Linked DNA regions of Mus musculus: region 1 is linked to region 2. Evidence: chromatin contacts called from public HiChIP or PLAC-seq data. All regions are on one chromosome and are shown on one strand. Each heading gives the region's core, a stretch centred on a gene start, on an enhancer-like site or on the middle of the called end of the contact. The rest is flanking DNA. Distances are from core to core; before and after follow the strand shown.

The links. HiChIP or PLAC-seq counts read pairs in DNA pulled down with a chosen protein or histone mark.
Region 1: an H3K27ac HiChIP or PLAC-seq map of VIP interneurons shows a contact between it and region 2, with 9 times the contacts expected there. The contact joins two enhancer-like sites. A contact is called at or near these places in 3 of 484 Hi-C or Micro-C datasets (olfactory sensory neurons and uterus) and 7 of 115 datasets of contacts at active chromatin or transcription factors (VIP interneurons, astrocytes, bone marrow-derived dendritic cells and 2 more).

The regions. Positions count from the first base shown.
Region 1 is chr2:21,914,461-21,920,851 of GRCm38.p6, reverse strand. It overlaps Gm39767 (a long non-coding RNA gene), which reads left to right. Exons shown (of 6, transcript XR_866004.1): 4 at 1,778-1,891. Among named protein-coding and RNA genes, the nearest start is that of Gm39767, 47 kb to the left of the region's middle. Within about 2 kb of position 2,446, at least 113 of the 459 cell types and tissues checked have an H3K27ac peak or open chromatin away from gene starts, as enhancers often do. A contact at or near this core is called in VIP interneurons, where this site is marked.
Region 2 is chr2:21,398,433-21,405,062 of GRCm38.p6, reverse strand. It overlaps Gpr158 (G protein-coupled receptor 158), which reads right to left. Exons shown (of 11, transcript NM_001004761.1): 2 at 5,637-5,742. Among named protein-coding and RNA genes, the nearest start is that of Gpr158, 34 kb to the right of the region's middle. Within about 2 kb of position 5,187, at least 7 of the 459 cell types and tissues checked have an H3K27ac peak or open chromatin away from gene starts, as enhancers often do. A contact at or near this core is called in VIP interneurons, where this site is marked.

The sequences.
Region 1 (6,391 bases), core at 1,197-3,696, 520 kb before region 2:
CACTGACAGCCCTTTCTTCTCCCTTTTCTTTTCTCTTTCTTTGTTATCATTTTCTTTCACTATTTCCTTATCTCTTTCAAGAAAATTGTTAACTTTCAAAGTATTTCAGGTTTAGGTGTTGGGGTGATGGGGCAGACCTGTAATTCTAGTACTTGGAAAGCTAAGGAAGGAGGATCCTGAGTTCTAGGCCAGACTGGGTCTAGAGTGAGACTGTCACAAACAAACAAACAAACAAACAAAAATGTATTTTAGATTTAAAATATGCCAAGTACCCATGATCCTCAGAGGATCTTTACAATAAAGGGTTTTCAACAAAGTTTTCTTGGAGTTAGTCACAAGGCTAGACTGTCTGAAATGAAACTTTGCAAAGGCCTTCCTAGATTGTTCTTGGTGTATAAATGGAATTTCAGGAAATTCTATTCCCTAATGTAACCTTCCTTAAATGTATCTGTGATGTAAGAGTATCAGCCATCACAATATGTAGGCCCTGGCTTCCAATGGCATACCACCATGATGCTGCCCAATTGCTTCAATCCAGTTCATCAGAGACATAGTTATCTCACCTATTTCTAGAATGACCAGCTTTCCAGAAGTCTCTCCCTGGTGTCTGTAGGCCAGCCTGGCTGCCCAGGTTATGGCTTTCTCAGTACAGTCTTCACAGACCTTACAGAATTAAAAAGATTCAAGGATCACAGCATCTTTGTAAAACCCTAGTCCATGTGTCTGCATGACTCTTTTTAGAATCTATCTGCAATAGATAAATGGTACTGGTTTGGTCAGCAACTCAGTCACTGAGATAAGTAATTGCTGTAGATATAGAGAAAGCTGTACTGGAAATGTGAATGATTTGTATTCAGTAGTGATTATAACTAGTTTACCAAGCATTTTCTTTTCACTATGTTCAAAACCTTTACAAGTAAAGCCAGACCCCAGTGTCTATGTGCTCTGCATCTATGAATCTACTCAAATATTAAACAAAATTTAAATAAAATTGCATTTCTAGTTTGTATGTGCAGATTTCTTATCACTATTCCCTAAACAATATTGTAGTGTATCTACTTATGTGGCATTTCCATTATATTGACTATTATAAGCAGTTGTGGAGGTGATTTAAAGCCTGTGTGTAAATGTTCACATCTTATATTCAAATACAATGCCATCTATGTAAGGTACTTGGGCACCCATGCATTTGCATATCATAGGAGGATCATGGGAGAATCTCTCACAGATAACGAGGGACACTGTATCAACTTACATGATGAGGAAACTGAAACTTGAGGGTTGGTGACCTGCCTCCTGCTTCTTAGAGATGTGAGTGATAAGCCTGGAATTAAGTACACAACCAGAGAGATCCTAAGAACACATACTCCCAACAGTCCAAAACATGGAAACCCACACAAATGACTCTATTAGATACCTATTTCTGTTTAACTGAGACTCCCGGAATGTGCTGGCTTGAGATGACAATTTATTTTCTGTGGATTGAGGTTCCAGCTGTAGCTCAGCCGGAGCCTCTGGCTTTTGTTCCCTCATTAGAGAGAAGTGAAGCCACCAGCAGAAAAACTGGGTCATCCTGAGGCAAAACTGGGATCAGAGCCTCTCTTCAATTCTTGTCATGTGGGTACTATCATAGCTGCCTGACTGTCCTCATGGAGTGGCAGTCAGGGATTCTAGTGACAGGGTATTGGGAGACACAAAATTTAAAACCCACTTTTTAGTTGCACCTCATTGTAAAAGTGGCATCCCATCATTGTTGCTGTATTTTTGTCTTCTGAAGCAAACTGGTGAGGCCAGGCTGTGTTGAAGGAAGAGGGGGATTCACTGAGAGTGCCGAAGAGGCTGCCTGTCTCAGAACGTTTGGAAATTGGAAAAATCAAAATGTGCAACAGAGGTAAGCTTCAAGTCTAAATTGTCAGAGCCATTTCCCCCACATTTACCTGTGGAAATGCTTGTTTTGTTTCATGAATGAAAATAAGCTTAAGTTTACACCTTTATTAAAACCTAGAGAAAGAACTGCCTTTGCTCGGGTGTCTTTAAATGCCCCTACTGTGTTGGGGAATTGCTCCACTAGTTGTGACAAGGACCCCTTCTTCCTGAAGATGAAGCAATAACAAAGGGCATTGCTCTCTCTCTCTAGTCTCTCCCAAGCGGTCCATCTTTCTGGCAGCTGCTGCCCCTTACAGTTCAGCAGCCCCTCACGCCCCTGCCATTTTCCACAGTGCAACACTGAAGCTAGGTCAGGCTGCTCTTTCATTAAAATTCCCCACAAATACAGCACTGTCGATTCCAAAACGGTTTTCCAGGCCTGGTCAGTCAGTAAGAAAGCCCGAAGAGCCTTGGAGGTTGCCATGGCAACCGCCAACCCAGAAAGGCAAGGAGGACAAGCAGGCTAAATTGGCTGCCTGGGGAAGCGGGCGGGGGTGTCCAGTTTTGGAGCCAGGAGCCAGACTGGGATGCTTCCTGCATACAGAATAGCCTGGAGGAACAGGGAAGTGGGTGTCTTTGAAAGCAGGTCAGAGGGGGAAGCCAGAAGGGACCAGTGTCTGCAGCTAGTCCATGCGTTCCCAGGGTATTAGAATCAGGGCTGGCTCTCTGTGCTCCAACCTCCGCCACCCCACCTCAACCGCCATATCTTCGGCATGTGCCATTCATGTAACACCTCATATAAGCAATTCCTCCCAACAAGGACACGAAACAGGAGATGGTGTAAGTGGCATGCACTCCGCTTTCCTCTGAGAAGAGAAGAGCGGTGTTTTCTAGAGTCCACTGCTCCACTGTCTTGCGCTTTCTCTCTTTGCCGCTCCCTCCACTCTTCCATCCCTCACCCTCCCACCCCTCCTCACCCCCTGCCTTTGCTCTTTCTCCATTTAATGTAATCTAAATAATTTTTCTTTCTTAAAAGATGTCTGCTGCCACCTGCTGGAAAATCTTATTCTTTGCAGATAAAATTGCAAACAACTGAGCTGAGAAAACAAGATACTGTAGAAAGTACCTACAGCATTTTGCTCCAACTCATTAGCTACTAAATACAAGGTTATTTGTTGTGTTCTGTTTCCACTCCTAGGCCCTCAGTGTTTTGGTGATGTCTTCAGACCTCCTGGAGATAGAGAGATCCTAAAATCCATGCGTCGGGTCGGTGGGCGGGTGGGGGGGGGGGGAAGATGCAGATGCCTCCTTGTCTTTCAGAATCTCCCAAATTGACTGAACATTACTCTTGCGTCCTCACGTTCTAACAGCCTCTCCCCCATCTCCTTCATCCACATTTTGTTCTGTCAAGGAAGGTCATTACAACCCACATTTATTTTATAAAGAATGCCAATTTGTTTCGCCTCTTGTTGGAATAGAGTCTTTTTACAGTCACTTAAAAATAGAAATCCAATATTATAATTTTGATATGCCAACTTCACAACCTAATCACTACATTTAGAACTAAAAGTTCCTCCAACTGTCACCTAAGGAAAAGGTCACCATACAAAGTGGCAAATTTCAAAAGAAAAATAGCCCACTACCGAACAGTTTTTATGTGCATACAAACCTCAGGTCATGTATTGTACACGACACCAAACTCCGATAGCTTTGAATGGTTTATTTCACATGAATTTCCTTCGCCTAATAAAACAGGTATTCCTTGCTAGCTGAGGGGGGTAGAGGGGGGTGGGAATTGGGGGAGTAAGAATGAGGGGGTAGAGGGGAAGGACAGCTTTTAACGCTGCAGCATGATGATTTAGATTTAGCCTTGTTCACCCACAATCTTTGCTCCAAGAACTATCTGGGTGCTTGCTGAGATCCATGACAGAGCCATGTTATCCTAGAACATGGTCTAGTTCAGTACTACGGTGAGAACAGTCCAAGAAATCCACAGATCCAGGGAGGATGAGGAAGTTCAAGATGAGATTTTTTTTTGTGTGAGTATTGGATGCTGCAAGAATTCCAGATTTTTTTTTTTCTCTTGCTTGGATCTGTTCCTTTGGATTCGATCAGTTGGTTGCTCACCAATAACTGGGACTCCTTAGAGACGCCTATGGTAGAGTACCAAGTGTCCTTCAAATCCAGCCCCCAGCAATATTTCCCAGAGGTGAAGCTTTGTGACCTTCAGGAAGTGTCAGGTATCATTTTAAAATGTGGGCCATCAGATGAGGGTTGCCCCTGCTGCCAACCTGAGGTTGGCACCAGCTAGAACCTTGGGTCATTCCATGCTACTGTTTTTTTGTTTGCTTGTTTGTTTGTTTTGAAGGTCTGTGGTTGGGACTCAGATTGGTTTTCTAATCCCTTCCCATGATGATCTGAAAAGTAGTCTCAATGGGAGGAAGCCTCCACATATATCAAGCCAGTCCATATCTCTGAGATTGCTTCTTCATACTAATGAAGGGATTTGTTTCCACCAGTGTCTCCATGCTGTTTGACTTACTTCACTATTGCATGGCAAACCACATGCTACCTCGGTGGCATGAGTCAGTAACAATACACAGTGTCTCACCAGTAGCTCTTCCTTTCCCGTGATTGGCTGGAGTTATGGAATGTCTAGGAGGTTCAAAATGACCTAACTGAGTGAGAGACCTGCTGGCTGCTGGCTGGGAGCTTAGCTGGGCTGGGTTGACAGGGTCTACCACTCCATTCAGGGAGACATTGTCATGCCTCTGTAGGGCTTCCTCTCAACAGGGAAGAAGGGAATGAAAAGAAAATGGCAGGATCAGGTAGCTACTACACATGTGCATTTATCCCAAGTCCTTTGTGTTTTCCTCAGGTCTACATGATGAGAACTGAAACATTAAAGCTGGATTAACTGAACACAACTTTTTTGATTGTAGTGGGTGGAGATGATAGAGCCCTGAGATTTAAATAATCTAGGTGATATTTCAAATCAGGACACCTTGTTTATTTACTTGTTTATTTCTGAATGCTATATACTGTCAGAGATGTGAAAGATCCACAATGTGAGGACTTCCCCATGTTCTGACTCAGGAGAGGCGACACCCCAAATCACTCACGAGAAATGGTCTTGATGCAAATTGCAAGAGGTTTATTCAGGAAAGATCAGTACACTGGGGACGACTCGTATCCCGCAAAGGGGTAGAGGAGTCGACCACGAACCCAAGGGGTCAGGAAAACAAAGGACGAGACACACAGACAAACAAGACCAGTGCACTGGGGATGACTTGTATCCCACGCAGGGGTAGAGGAGTCCACAATAAGCTCAAGGGGTAAGAGGCTTATATAGACACACAAACCACAAACACCCGGCATTGGGCAATAAAGGCAAAACTGCAAACACCTGGCAAAAAACACAAACACCTGACATCCTGGAACAATGGTGCTATTTTGGACACAGGTCTAGGGGCTTAAATAATCTTTTACTCTCTGTCAGGATCTTTTAGATGAAGCACATGAAACAACTGAGTCCATGACTCAGGAAGAAGCAAAGCCTTCTCTGGCATTGCTCCAATGGGAGTTCAAGTCTTATGGGAGTACGACTTCGGTGAATAGATTTGAAAATCTTATTTTGTTCCTGTGTAGTATTTGGCCCTTGATCTAAGCCTCTCAGTTCTCTGAAATTATGTCTGCTGCTGAACACATCATAGCTGGTGTTGTAGTATATAGCCCTGACACACACAAGCAGAGGGTTTTCATTAACTCTGTCCTTGCTTAGCCTAGTCTTGGTAATTGTTTTCTTCATGATCTATCAAAGGCAAAGCTGAAGAATTTAGAATCTGTACGTGTCTTCTTAGAGAAGGGGAGGATAAATCAAACGTTTTGGCTTCTTCAGTTCAGTGACTATCATCCTACATAATTCATGAAATACAGTAAGGGAGTAAGAAAGTCCCATAGAGCCTTTGTTGATTGGGCATTTCTCATGCCTCACCTCCCACCGCAGTTTATACAGTATAGGCTATAAGTTCACAGGATGAGATATCAGCTTGCTTTGTGTCACTATAACAAAATACCTGAGAGAATTAAGTTATAGAGAAAAGGTTTATTGTGGATCTTGGTTTTGGAAGCTTAGTCTAAGATCAAGTGTTGACACTGTTTTGAGTCTCTGACTGAAGAGGCACATCACAACAGGGCAAGGGGCTTGTCATGTGAACCAGGGAAAAAAGGGCAACTCAGGATTTCATGCAATGCTTGCTGAGGGCATCCCACCAATGTTTTTTAGAACTGCTAGTAAATTCTGCCTCCTAAGACTGCCACCTTCCAATTGCACCATGCTGTGAACAAAGCTTTTCACACATAGACTTACGGGAAAACCATACGAAGACCCTAGCAAGTGGCATTAAGCCCCATCTACCCTATTCTATTGCCTCTTGGGATGAAGAACAAGTATACAAATATGCAAAGAACAAAAGGCTGAACTACATGTAGATAAGATCACCATAATTTAAATTTGACAAAACAA
Region 2 (6,630 bases), core at 3,938-6,437:
TCTCATATACTTCATATACATATACTCATAAATAACACCCATTCTTACATTTTTAAAACATATGTTCTAACTAGAAGGATGTGAAATTACAGACACACTCATACACAAGACAGTCCATTGACATGGAGAGACATGAGGGATGCTATCTATGATGTGTGTATGTGTGTGTGTGTGTATGTGTGTGTGTGTGTGTGTGTGTGTGTGTGTGTGTGTGTGTGTTACATATATGGATTTATGCAATCTTCCCAGTCCTAAAATTACATTTTTAATATTTTTTTTAATTTTTAAATTGTGCACATATGTGTATATCTGTATGAGAGCATAAGCACATATGAGTGCAGGTGCCTACTAAATCCAGAAGAGGGCACCAAATCCAATGTAGGTGAACATACAGACAGCTGTAAGCCCCTCAATATGGGTGCTAGGAATCAAACTTTGGTCCTCTGTAATAGCAGTATGTAATAGCAGTATGTAATAGCAGTATGTAATAGCAGTATGTAATAGCAGTATGTAATAGCAGTATGTAATAGCAGTTTCTAACTGCTGAAACATCTTTCCATCTCCCAAAGTGACATTTTAACAATTCTGAAAAAGTGTCTCAAAGTGAGAATAACTGAAAATGTCTTTTTCAAAATGTTTCCAGTGTTATGTGAATTTTGTTGCCAAAATCTACAAATGTTCAGAGCCCTGCAATGTAAACTTGAAGATAAAAGATTATATAAACATATAATCCTATAAAATACTAAACACCCAGGTGTCAGATTAGCTTATAGAGACTAACTCTAGGCAAGATAAAAAATTGCTGGCTGTATTTTTGCATAACCCTTTGAAAAACTCATAAATAAAACTGAAAAATAGGCAACATGATTTAGCAAAAAGAGGCAACAGCTGTTTCCATCCCTTTGGATTAATATATCCTTGCAAAGTATATTTGTCACTGTGACAGATGTTAAAACTGGTTATAAAACCAGCTGACCCTAGAAACCTTTGGATCACAGCATTCCCAAGTAATAAACTATTTTAATAATGTTATCAAAGAATTGGTTGTAACAGCCGGGCATGGTAGCACACACCTTTAATCCCAGCACTTGGAAGGCAGAGGCAGGCAGATTTCTAAGTTCGAGGCCTGGTCTACAGAGTGAGTTCCAGGACAGCCAGGACTACACAGAGAAACCCAGTCTCAAAAAAACAAAAACAAAAACAAAAACAAAAAACAAAACAGAAAAAAGAATTGGTTATAACATTCTCTATCAAAAAATCTACAAAAAATATTTTTAAAATTTACAGCATTGCAAGTTACTGTAATACTGTCATTACAGATATTACTTTTCCAAAATAATACCAATTTCATCTAAGTACTCCATCTTTATGCCAACTTATGTTTCCTGGTTTATAAAAAGATATATAAATATTATAAAAAATTGTATACTCTGTATATTAAAATTTTAGGAGGCACCTAATGTTCATTAAAGCCCTATAACCAAGTAGTTTAAAGCAATGGTCTTAGTAATTTCATTTTCAATTTTTCTTTATTGCTATAGTAGAAATACATAAAAGGAGACTTTGAAAATGAAAATCAATTCATTTTGTATTTCTGTACAACAGAATATTTTGTGTGCTCATAGCAGCAGTAGGAAAATCAGCTGAGAATTAAAGTGATACTGAAAGCTTGGTCCAGTCCATTCTGCAGGGATTGGGTCAGTTAAGAAGAATCACCATGCATGTCATCCTCAGAGGTGGCCTCAAATCCTGTTTGCTATGTTCCTGGAGTGAGGCTGCTTCCAGACCTGGCTATCTGAACTCAGCCGTACTTCTGGGGTGTCTGCCATTGTCCCACATCAGTCTGCCATTTCCAACATCGACCCTGCTCTACGGATATCTTGTTTCAGGAGTTGAAAAGTCCCTGAAAATTACAAAGTGCAGTTTGTCCTGCTTAAGACTTGACCATGTATAAATCCCTCTGCTATTAACAGGAGGAGAATAATAAACATTAGCAAAATATAGAACCTACTTCAAGCTGTGATTGGTGTCCTGGTTTCTAACGATACATATTCATAAAGATAAAATCTTCATAGTAAAAATGTGACTCTTATTGTTTTCCAGTAAATGGCAGATTATACAGTGACCCTGGAGTTAGAATCACAAGATCAGGACAAAAGAAAACCACAGCAGATGAAAAAATCCTCCAAGCAGGAGATTTTTCTTTGTTTTCCCAAAAAGTGAACTCTTCAAGAAAAACTCCAATTCACACCAGCAGAGAAGGACCTGGAAGGGCTTCCGAAGACCTAGACATCAGGTGTGATATGCAGCTACCGCGGCTTCATGAAGAGACCAACACCACCTGGAGGAGCTCAGAGAAGCATGACTAGTTTCATGACAAATAGCCCTTGTGTAAGATACACCACCCCACCAAGAACATCCTGAGGCCAACCCAGAACCAAAAACACGTTACTTTCTTTTTCCTTAATTTCCTTAATCTATTCTTCTCTCATATATTATATCCCCATGATGTTTTTACCTCCCTCCTCCCTTGTAAACCCCCTCCCCCATTTTCTCCCCCTCCCCCTCCTGTCCCATCCACCTCTCCTCCATTTCCCTTCAGAGAAGGGCAGGCCTCTCGTGGGTATAAACCAAACATAGAATATCAAATTGCAGTTAAGATTAGGCACCTCCTCTCCTATTAAAGCTGAATGAGGCAACCCAGTAGGGGGACCATTGACCAAAAGAACACAACAAGTCAAAGACAGTCACTGCTCCCACTGTAAGGAGTCACACAGAGGACCAAGCTATACCGCTGTAACATATATGCAGAGGGACTAAGTCAGTCCCATGCATGCTCCACAGTTGTTGGTTCAGTCTCTGTGAGGCCCTATGAGCCCTGGGTAGTTGATTCTGTAAGTTATTCTGCAGTATTTATTGTAATGTCCTTGAGCCCTCCGGCTCCTACAGTCCTGCCTCCCACCCTTCCACAAGATTCCCCAAGCTCTACATGATGTGTGGCTGTGGGTCTCCACATCTGTTTTCATCAGTTGCTGGATGAAGCCTCTCAGGAGTCATTTCATTGACTTTTTTCTCCTGTTGTATTTGGTTCTATCCTAGGTCTCCAGGTTATCTAGCCTCTGAGTCCTGGCCCTCCAAGCAGTGTCAGGGCTGGAGTCCTTCTCATGGCATGTGTCTCAAGCTGGACCAGTCATAAACAAAATCCCTTTCAACTTGAGTACCTGGAAAAGCCACAGAGCTTAGAGCCAGGTTCTAATGCAAAATATACATTGTCTTTTTTTCTCTCTCTCTCTCAAAAAAAGTTTATGAGTTTAAGAGTTTTGCCTGTATGTGTGTGTGTACCACATATGTGTCTGGAACTGTCAGGGACCAGAATTGGGCCCTAATCTCTTTAGTACCTGTTACAGGAGCTGTTCTGTGTATGCTGGAAACTGAATCCAGGGGCTTTGCTCAGCAGCCAGTGTTCTAACCTCTGAGCCCTCTATTCAGCCCCTCATTTCAGCTTCTTGATATTGTTTGTCCACTAAGCTTCTTGCTACAGTATTTACAAATGAGTCATTGAATTGCCACTGGTCCTAAAGAATATGCTTTTCAAAAAGTTTCACGATGAATTGAATAAATATAATACTTCCACATATAATTCTAAAAGCCACATATTTCAACCTAATCTTTGTTCATCCAGGATATAAAACACAGTAGTTCCTTGATATAACTTATTTGAAAGTGTTGAAAGTACACAAGACTCAGAAAATTAATATTGAGGAAACAATGAAAACAAATGAGTTTTCTCAACGCAGTTGTTGGTAATAAAACTATCCAGTTAAAAGAATGAATGCTATAAAGAAACCAAAATGACACAAAGAGTATTATGAGCTAAAAATGGCCTATCTTTCTGCTTCTAGATACACTGTTGAACGCAGCACCCCCCTGAAACAAGACTGCATAGAAATGGTCACCCTTAGACCAGTAACCGCGGTGGGACACCCAGCAGGAAAAATATATTCCATGCTAGCTAAAGACTATGCAAGTGCCCAAATGTAATTGTTATGGGGATAATAACCAAACTAAGGATAATTATCAATCATCAATTCAAATTTATATTTTTGGAACTGCCAGAGTAATCCAATGAGAAGTAACCCCCCCCAGCCCCCCACTCAAAAAAATACCCAAAACCATAGGAGTAATAAATATAGAAAGAGAATTTTATCTTTTGTGAATTAAGAAAGCAAAAAGGTTCAGACACATCCTACAGTCCCACTAGGGTATGGGATTGAGCTACAGAGGGTTGGCTACATGAAGGTATACAGATGTGGAAGAGGTCTGGGAACAGGTGTGAGGAACCAAAGAGGCGAAGTAGTATCACGGTAACACGATTGAGGTGCCATAGATAGAGAGACATAGGAAATGATAGAGGTATTGGGGTACTCGGGGAGGGAGACTTAAGGGATACTGAGAAAAAGCATGAGAGTAGATAAAGGTGTATGTGACAGATAGGGGAGTGGAAGAATTTGGAAGGTTATTGGGAGTGTGGTGATCTTGGGAGTATCTGAGTGATCTATAATAGCATGGAATTGTTGGGTGTGCACATGGTGCACATACAAGGAGAATATATCCATATATGTAGATGCATATACCTGTATACCTATAGTTGCAATGACAAAAAGAAGTACTTAATGGCAAACATCCTGCGGGCTTAAGTGTTCTTGCTTTGAAACCATATATATGCACTGTGCACAACTGTCATTCAGAACTGGAAAAAGTTCAAATTAAGGATGTTGGTTGTGACTTTGTAGAAACACCCTCTTATTGAAAACAAGTTGAGCCAATTTTCCTTACAAGTTTATGGAGTCAACATTGGGACATCCCAAGTGTTTAAGATCAGCAAACTGGAACTATGTTCTTTTTCACAGCATCTTTGGACCTTAGAGACAGATTACTGAGAACATATTTAGTATGTCAGAGTATTTCTCCTCTGAAACCACAAAAGGCAAGTGACAAGGTCATTGTGTTTTTCTGGACAAAAAGAAAAAAGAAAAAAAGAAAAAAAGGGCCTGTGCAGAAGGCTGATCTCTGCTTCTTATTAACCAGAATCCCACCCAAGCAAGCAATGGGATGGTGAGAGGAAAGCACACACACTATAACCAGTCTCTCTCCAGGCTCCTGCGTATAATTTTCTCCTTGTTTTCCAAATTGCCCTGCCACACCTGCTCTACAGCCTTTTAGCAGATGGCAATGTGTCTGAATAGATCCCACAAATGTGACAATAAGCATCACCGCCCATTAAGAGACGCTTAATCTGTTTGTTCCCACTGGGACTGTTCTCTCATTCCATGACTGTTTTATATTTCCAGCCCATTTTGGAGAATAAATTCAGCCTTTAATTAAAGTCACATTTCAGACATAACCTTGCTTGTAGCCTCATCTTAAGAGTCCCTCAAACAGTTCCTCTGCAACAATTGTGTTTCCCTGCCCCCACCTCCCTTCAGTTCATTTGACAGAACTGAGATCTGCACAGACTCGTTTTTTTTTTCCTCAGAAGTATGCACATGGTCATTCGCCCACGCAAATAAAACAAGTGTGAGAGGCATCCAAGCCTTCACTTCTGTTTTCCTTGGATCTTATCCTTGTATTCTTACCTCTGAGTTGTTAAGGTGGCATTTGTGAGTTCCTGAAAACCAGCCATCACTCGAACATTGGTCAATGTCCACTTTCTGAAGGCTTATATCAACTTTCATCACACCCCTAAAATGAAAAAAAAAGAAAGAAAAGAAAAAAATAAGCTGAGCCTTTGAATTTGTAAGTGTTCTGCCCTAGTAATCAGACAAATGTAAGGAGAGCCTTAACTTATTCACCCATTCCGATTTAACTTGGGTTTGCTCGGTACAGAAACACAGGAGGACAAATGTGGCAAGTTCTGATTTTGCTCGACCTTCACTATCTCTGGCCCCTGGCATACAACAGACACTGTACATAGCTGAAGGTTGACTAAAGCAGACAATACTGGTGTGGACCTAGCAGAAACCTTGACTCTGACATAACACCCTCCAAAAAGTATCTTCTCTAAGTGAATCCCAGACAAGCTTCGACCCCTTTCCTACTACTGCTAAGTCTCATACTGTGTTGAGAGAACAGAGAGGTTAGGGTAACTGGAGGCAGGGGGTGAGAGAAGAAAAGCTTCTCTTCCTCTGATCTTCTATAAGTGGCATAAGTTCATAGAGGATAGATAGGTGGGTATTTACAGTGTGATGTAAAATATAGAATATAGGAGTTAGTAGTAGTAGCCATGATTAGGATAAAAGAACCTGCACTTGCTTTGGCCAGCTAACACGGTACATTCAAGAGCGGTTGGCAAACTGCTGCCAACAAAGCCAATGTTGCTTATGAATGTATTATTCATGGTGTTGTGGGGAGACACAAACATATCCATGTGTTTCTGACATACTCTACATGACAGATAATAAATGATAGTTAAAATAAATTCTATTACATGTGCTGATTGATTTTTTTGTTTTGTTTTGTTTTGTTTTGTTCTTTGTTTTGTTCTTTGTTTTGTCAATTGGATGCAAGCCTCGGTCATCTGAGAAGAAGGATCTGAAAAAACACTCCCATTATATAGACTCAGACTGAGTA